2 separate regions of the Mus musculus genome follow, and region 2 is linked to region 1. Evidence: chromatin contacts called from public HiChIP or PLAC-seq data. All regions are on one chromosome and are shown on one strand. Each heading gives the region's core, a stretch centred on a gene start, on an enhancer-like site or on the middle of the called end of the contact. The rest is flanking DNA. Distances are from core to core; before and after follow the strand shown. Region 1 holds the start of Acsbg3 (acyl-CoA synthetase bubblegum family member 3). Region 2 overlaps Nrtn (neurturin).

Region 1 (3,177 bases), core at 160-2,659:
TATAGGGAGCTTAAGGCAGTCTTGCCTTCTTAGGGAAAAACTAAACTCTGGCCTTCCCTAAATGTGGGCTCCGTTCTGTCACGGTCACGTGCCCCACGCAGAGATCCTCTCAGGAACCTTACCAACTTTCACAAGGTGGCCAGGTGTCACAGATGGAGACATCTGGTCAGCAAGGTAGTTCTCCTTCCACAGAGTTGGTCAGTGGTGGGTGGTCCCAGAAGCGTGTGTGTGTGTGTGTGTGTGTGTGTGTGTGTGTGTGTGTGTATGTGTGTGTGTGTGTTGTCCCCTTCTTGCTCTGGTCACCCCTCAGTCTAGCCAGGGTGATGGTGGTAGATGGGTTCCCACCCAACACAACTCCATAATTCAGGCTTCTGGAACCTTCTGCTCAGGACACCCCTTATGACATCACTGGCCGTCCTCCCCTGCACCCAGCCTCAGGAGAAAAGTACTCCCTGGGGAAGGGGATTGTAAGCTTCCTTCACCCATCATTCCCTCATTCATTCATTCCTTCCTTCATTCATGCATATAATCTTCAGCCACTCACCAGTGTACTTACTCATCTATTCATTCATTCATTCATTCATTCATTCATTCAGATATCTGTATGTGCTTGAACAGTTTTTCCAGCTCCAGTGTTGAGCACTGTGCATTACATTCGATAGAAATAGAAATGAAACCAGACAGGGCCATTCAAGAACCTATGGGGAGTCTCAAAACCAAAAAAAAACAAAAAAACAAAAAAACTACCATAAAGGGTCTGGCACTGTAGCCCAGTGGGTAGTGCTCAAATAGCATGTGCAAGGTCTGGGATTCCAAGCATCACATGAATGGCATGGCACATGCCTGTCAAACCAACACTGGGGATGGTGGAGGCAGGAGGACCAAGGTCATCCTTGGCTACACAGGGAGTTAAAATGTAGCCCAGGCCATATGCACATGCATTTACACTGTGAAACCGTCATCACCATCCAGTTCTAGAGCCTTCGGTCTCCCCAGTCTGAAGCTCTGCCCCAATTCAGTGCTCACTCCCCTCCTTTCCCAGGTCTGCACCACCCACTTCCTGTCTCTGTGACTTGCTCTGGGGCCTGCAAGTGCGACCCTGGGGTATGTGCCCTCGTCTGGCGTATTTCACTGGACAGGGTCATCATCGTTCCTCCACGTTGGCATGGGCATCTTTTCAGGATGTCCTCTCAGCCTGGAGTGTCCACACCCTTGCTCCCTCCTCTGTCAGTGACCATGAGCTAAGAAGCGTGGCTACTGTGTGGATATGGCTGTGTGACAGACCTGAGTCTCTTATTTCAATGGTTTCTGGTGTATGACCAGAAGGGGACCTTGGGTCATGTTGCCATCGTGGCCCTGGCTTACGGAACACAGTGATGTCACAACAACTGCCTTGAAATGTAGAAGGGAATGTTCTGGAGGATGTCCAGTCTGGGGGGCTGCGTGTCCTTCTGTGGCTACAGTGGGAGGTGGTGACAGAGCTGGACAAGAGTCACCACTGTCGTACCAGTTGATAAAGTGGCAGCCTGTGGTGGGGAGAGAGGGCTGAGGACAACAACATCTGCCCCAGCCTCTCAGGAAACGCCGGTGCCACTAGGCACAGAAGGTCCTGGAAACTCTATTCTTTTCTCCTCCTTTCCTCTCCCTTCTTTTCTACTCCCCTCTCCAGAGTCCCATGTAGCCCAGGCTACCCTTGAGTTCACACAGCACTCAACCACTGGAGAACATGAGTTCAGTCCTCTCTCCCACAAAAAAAGCTGGGTGCAGCAGCATACACCTATAACAGGAGACCCCTACTGCTCACTGGCAGTCAGCTTAGTCAATAGGCAAGCTATGGGCTCGGGAAGGGAGAGGTGTGGATGGTCACTGCCAGACAGGCCTCAATGGAAGGAACATAGCTGAGGAAGAAGAGATTTGCTGACGACCTCTGTCTAGCTTCCACAGGTCTGCATACACGCCACACACAAGGAATGTCCCCCACTAACACCCAGCTTGTTTTATTTCTTTTGCCAGCATCCACTCCTGCTCCCTTATCCTGGTCTGTGAGGTTCCTGTCTTTCTCTGGCCAATTCCACCACCATCCACCCCGCCCTTTGAGGAAGCAGACACCCCACTGTGGACACCTGGTCCTCTGCCCTCTGTAACTGTGTGCGTGAACATCTTTGTGCTGGGTCTGTGTCGTGGGAATGACTGACCCTAAGGAATCAGATAACCTTCAGACCTCCAGGAGGATCCTGAAAACCAAAACCATCTTGAAGAACAAAATTCACAGTGCAATATCGAAGAAGGCACAAGCAGATAACTTTGAGATACTGACCCCAGGTGGGAGCCCTGCCCCCCACCCCGTGCAGGGAGAGGGTGGGGGTGGCAGCAGGGTCCTCTTGTCAGCCCAGGCACACTTCTGGGATCAGTAGTAGAGCAGCACTGGTCTACTGGGGTAGGTGGTCAGTGGCCGTTGAAGTCCTGTGGAGAGGGCTTAAGTAACCGGGGGAAGGAGTAAGGGTGATACCTATGGCCATGTGACCTTTGCCAGGGCGATCATGTGACCAACCATCAAGGCCTTGTCCATTTGGGAACAGTAACCCTGACTCCATGTTCTCCTTTCTGTGGGTCAGGGAGCAGTGAACAGCACTCCTGTCCTTTGTCCCAGTCTTTTGGAGTGACCTTTGACCTCCATCCACCTGAGGTGGTGGAGGGTGGAGGGTGGGGGACTGTTGCTGTAAATCTCTCCAACCCAAATATGCCCCAGCAATGAAAACACAACACCATTAATATGAAGACATGCTGTATGCCTAGATTGGGCAGATCTACCGCTACACTACCGTCTTCCACATCTATGAGACCCCTTAGAACTCGAGGTATCTCCAGGCCATGTGCTTCTGCTCTGCTTTTCTTCTTCTTCCTCCTCCTCTGCATCCTCTCCCTCTTCCATTTTCTCCTTCTCTCTCTCCCACCTTCAATTCCACCTTCCCTTTTATCTGCCCAATCATCAGCTCTCCTTTATTTTACAAATTAAGGCGGGAAGCAAGTTTACTGGAAATCACCTGAGTGCTGACTCATTCCTTGTTCACGGCCTCTCACAGGAGAACGGAATTGACATCAAATATAATTAGCCCCAGGGCTATCCACAACAGGGGACAGTGACAATGACTCCCTGTTCTTCCTCCGATCTTCGTG
Region 2 (3,646 bases), core at 720-3,219, 120 kb before region 1:
TCAGACCAACTGAGGCACTGGAAAGGACAGTCTGCATCCTGACATCCTCCCTGCAGGCTGTGTGGTGAGCATCAGGTTCCCAGCTTTCTGAGCTGTCACTCAGGCCTTGGTGATGCAGCTGTCTGTGAGTCATTTCTGCTCCAGTAGGTGACCCCTCACGCATATGCCTGTCAGTGACCCCAATAAAACTCATGGCACCACGCTGGACTTCGGTGGTGCCCATACTAGGAACTGTCATAGGCTCCCTATGTGTGTGTCTGTCTGTCTATCTGCTGTGTTGTACCTCCTCAGGAAAAGTCTTGTCACACAGCACCCTTCCCCACCCATTCTCCATCGTGGATCCCACAGACATCCCATCCTGATCTCTGGGAACCCAACACTCTCTGGCAACCTTCAGGGCAGCCAGGCATCAAGGTGACACCAAGGTGAAGACATCCACACCCCAGCATATGGTATAGCCCATCCTTCCATGCCCAGCTAAGGTTTTAGAAATGCAGGACCAACAATGGGGACCCAGCCATGCCTGGAAGGTGCCAGCTTGGGGCTGGATAGGGCTGGGACCCACTCCAGACTTGTCCCCATGAGGAGGTGAGTAGTGAGAAATGGGTATTTTTAGCTAGGGAAGGAGATTTGGCGCCAGTTCTCTAGAGATGACAGGCTCTCGGGGAGTCTGGTGCAGCCCAGGCTAATCTAAAAGTCGTGACCCAGGGTTGGAAGGACAAACTTGGACAACCACACTGGGCATCATCTTCTTTCTCCTCTCTCCTTCCTTATGCTGTATTCACTCTTTCTCTCTCTTAAAAAGAAGATGGACATATTGTAACTATGTAAGTTTTGTTTGTACCATAGGCATGTGGTACCCAAGGACAGAAGAGGTTGTCACTCTGGAGCTGAGTCACTGGCTGTGAGTTGCCATGTGGGTGCTGAGATTCGAACTCAGGTCCTCTGCAAGAGCAGCTTGGTCATCTAACTGCCAAGCAGCCTCTCCAGCGCCCACCTGTCTCTCTGTATGGTATAACAATGTGTGGGTGGTCTCAGAGGGTGTCCTGCCAGGATCTGTGTGTCAACTTAACAATCTAGAGTCGTCCCAGAAAGGAGCCTCAGTTGAGGAAATGCTTCCATGAAATCCAGCTGTAAGGCATGTTCTTAATTAGTGATTGATGTGGGAGGGCCCAGCCCACTGTGGGTGGTGCCATCCCTGGGCTGGTGGCCCTGGGTTCTGTAAGAAAGCAGACTGAGCAAGCCAATATAAGCAGCACCCTCCATGGCCTCTGCATCAGCTCCTGCCTCCAGGTTCCTGCCCTCCTTGAGTTCCTGTCCTGACTTCCTTTGCTGAGGCACAGTAATATGAAAGAATCAGCCAAATAAACATTTTCCTCCCCAACTTGGTTTTTGGTCATGGTGTTTCCACACAGCAATTAAGACAGATGGTGAACTCTGAGCTCTATCCTGGGCCTGTGCTATCTGTCCAGTGCCTTGGTTATAGACCCCACGGCCATGTGCATCATTTTCTGTGGGCTCTTCCAGCAAGGCCATTTCCCACGGTTGCTCTTTCTTCGTTCACATCTAGTTCCCTTTGCTCCCAGGCCATCGGGAACCATCACCTCCCTTGGGCACAACCCCCATGCACACCCTGACCCCCCGCAGAGCATGAACGACCAGAGGCTCGGGAGTTCCCACACTTTATGTGAAGTCAGTTCTCAGCGAGGGTCGGCAGGGAGGGCCCTTTCGCAGGTCGGGGGGCGTGAGGTAGCATCACACGCACGCGCACTCCCGCGCCGACAGCTCTTGCAGCGTGTGGTAGCGGCTGTGCACGTCCAGGAAGGACACCTCGTCCTCATAGGCCGTCGGGCGACAACACGGGTGCGCCCGCGCCCGCTCTCTGCGCACGCGCCTCCGCTGGCGCAGGCGCCGAAGGCCCAGGTCGTAGATGCGGATGGCCGCCTCGCACGCGCCTGCGCAGTAGCGGAACAGCACGGTCTCATCCGACGTGTAGCCCAGGCCCAGCTCGCTCACGCGCACCTCGAGCTCGCGCAGCCCACAAGGCCGAGCCCCCGGCCGCGCCCGCCGACGCCGGGGACCCGCTCGACGGCGCGGTCCCGGGATGCGGGCAGCCCAGGGAGAAAGTTCTCGAAGCTCCACCGCGTCGGGGGCGCCCTGGAGCAGAGCGCGATCTGTGGGCGGGAAGAAAGAGACAAGGGATTGGGTCGCGAGGGCTCTGGTCCGCGCTGCGTGTGCGCAGTCCTGAGTGCCAGGGGACCTACACCCTGGTTCCAGCATCCCTGTGGCTGCCATTGCCCCCTGCCCCCCCCCCCCACTTGGCTGTAGTTGAAGTGTGTGCAGAACTGAGGGGGTTCAGGAGGCAGGAGGATTACTTCAGGGGCATCCTCTGGTACTCTGTGAGTTTGAGGCTGCTCTGGGCTACAAGAGACTGTCGAAAAAAGTAAAAAGAAAAATCAAGTAACCCCCCCCCCCAAAGCTAAGGGGCTCAGCATTGCAGCCTGCTACACCCTCTCTGGTCAGTGTTGGTTGACTGCTTCCACGACCGCCTCTGACTGCCTGTGCCTTGGTTTCCCCCACAGGAGGGTGGACCCCACCCACCCCCAGGCACCTTTTCCAGGAAACCCCCTCCCTCCGGGGGGCGGGACTTACACTGGGCCAGGCGGGCGATGCGGGCGTCCAGGGTGCGTGGAGGGCGTCGTAGCGGGGCAAGCGCGGGTCCCAGGCGGTGGCCCAAGAGCAGACCCTCCTGGCACATCCAGACAGATAGCAGGGAGCTGCAGATGAGCGACACCAGGGCCGCTGCCTTCCAGCGCCTCATCCTGGGCCTCGGCCTGCGGGGAGATGATAGGGAGGGTGGGTGTGCGCGTGGCGGGGTATGGAGGGAGGACAGTGGGTATTTCATTTGGGGCCATGGTGGGTGCAAAGGCCTTGAAGTTCAGGGTGCTTGGCGTGTCCTAGCAATGGATAGGGGACCCAGGTAGGGATAGGGTGACAGCAGAAGGTGACCCAGGAGGTGGTCTCTCCCCTTGGTAACCTACTATGTGCCTCAGTTTTCCCTACCAGGCTGCACCTCTTCCACCAAGGTATTAGTACTCCTGCTCACTGCACACAGTTATGTGTCTAAACACCGGCACACTCCCAACTACAGTGCCCACGTTCCCTGAGGTTAGGCCACCTCCTATCTTACCCAGTGTGCTGTGGCCTGGAAGACATTTGCATTCAGTTTGCGTGGCCCCAACACAGGTGCCAACTGTGTACCAGGCCTGATGCTGAGTACGCAGGAGACATTTGGGGAAACTGAGGCACGGTGTTTGGCTATTTTGTTTTGTTTTTCCTTTTGAGATTTACCCCAGGCTGGTCTGAAACTCTTGTGTATCAGAGGCTGACCCTGAGCTCTGATCCTCCTTCCCTGCTTGGACCCGGGGTTCAGTCTGCAGCTCCAGCTCGCTTGGTTATTGAACACCAACTGTATACTGAGGCTTCAAGACTCTCCATTGTCCACTGTACCAGTAAACCATGTGTCTATTTGTCCTCGTCTGACATTTATTGGGCGCCGATGGTTTGCCTAAGCTCCACTCTGAATTCAACTCAAGTCCAAGTCACATGCACTACCCATGGAAGCCAGGAGTGGATGTGGGGTCCC

What was found. HiChIP or PLAC-seq counts read pairs in DNA pulled down with a chosen protein or histone mark.
Region 2: a contact with region 1 is called in an H3K27ac HiChIP or PLAC-seq map of embryonic stem cells, with 5 read pairs. The contact joins the enhancer-like site here to the promoter of Acsbg3 in region 1. A contact is called at or near these places in 4 of 39 promoter capture datasets (cranial neural crest, embryonic stem cells, hematopoietic stem and progenitor cells and 1 more), 1 of 15 datasets of contacts at CTCF or cohesin (large pre-B cells), 4 of 484 Hi-C or Micro-C datasets (the G1E-ER4 cell line, beige adipocytes, bone marrow-derived macrophages and 1 more), 5 of 115 datasets of contacts at active chromatin or transcription factors (all in embryonic stem cells) and 2 of 9 other capture datasets (adipose tissue and liver).

The regions. Positions count from the first base shown.
Region 1 is chr17:56,874,075-56,877,251 of GRCm38.p6, forward strand. It overlaps Acsbg3 (acyl-CoA synthetase bubblegum family member 3), which reads left to right and starts at 1,410. Exons shown (of 14, transcript NM_030141.2): 1 at 1,410-1,606; 2 at 2,014-2,322. The coding sequence starts at 2,187. It overlaps Acsbg2 (acyl-CoA synthetase bubblegum family member 2), which reads right to left and starts at 373. Exons shown (of 15, transcript NM_001039114.1): 1 at 123-373.
Region 2 is chr17:56,749,657-56,753,302 of GRCm38.p6, forward strand. It overlaps Nrtn (neurturin), which reads right to left. Exons shown (of 3, transcript NM_008738.3): 2 at 2,653-2,834; 3 at 1,667-2,174. The coding sequence starts at 2,821. The coding sequence ends at 1,756. Among named protein-coding and RNA genes, the nearest start is that of Nrtn, 6.1 kb to the right of the region's middle. Within about 2 kb of position 1,970, at least 54 of the 459 cell types and tissues checked have an H3K27ac peak or open chromatin away from gene starts, as enhancers often do. A contact at or near this core is called in embryonic stem cells, where this site is marked.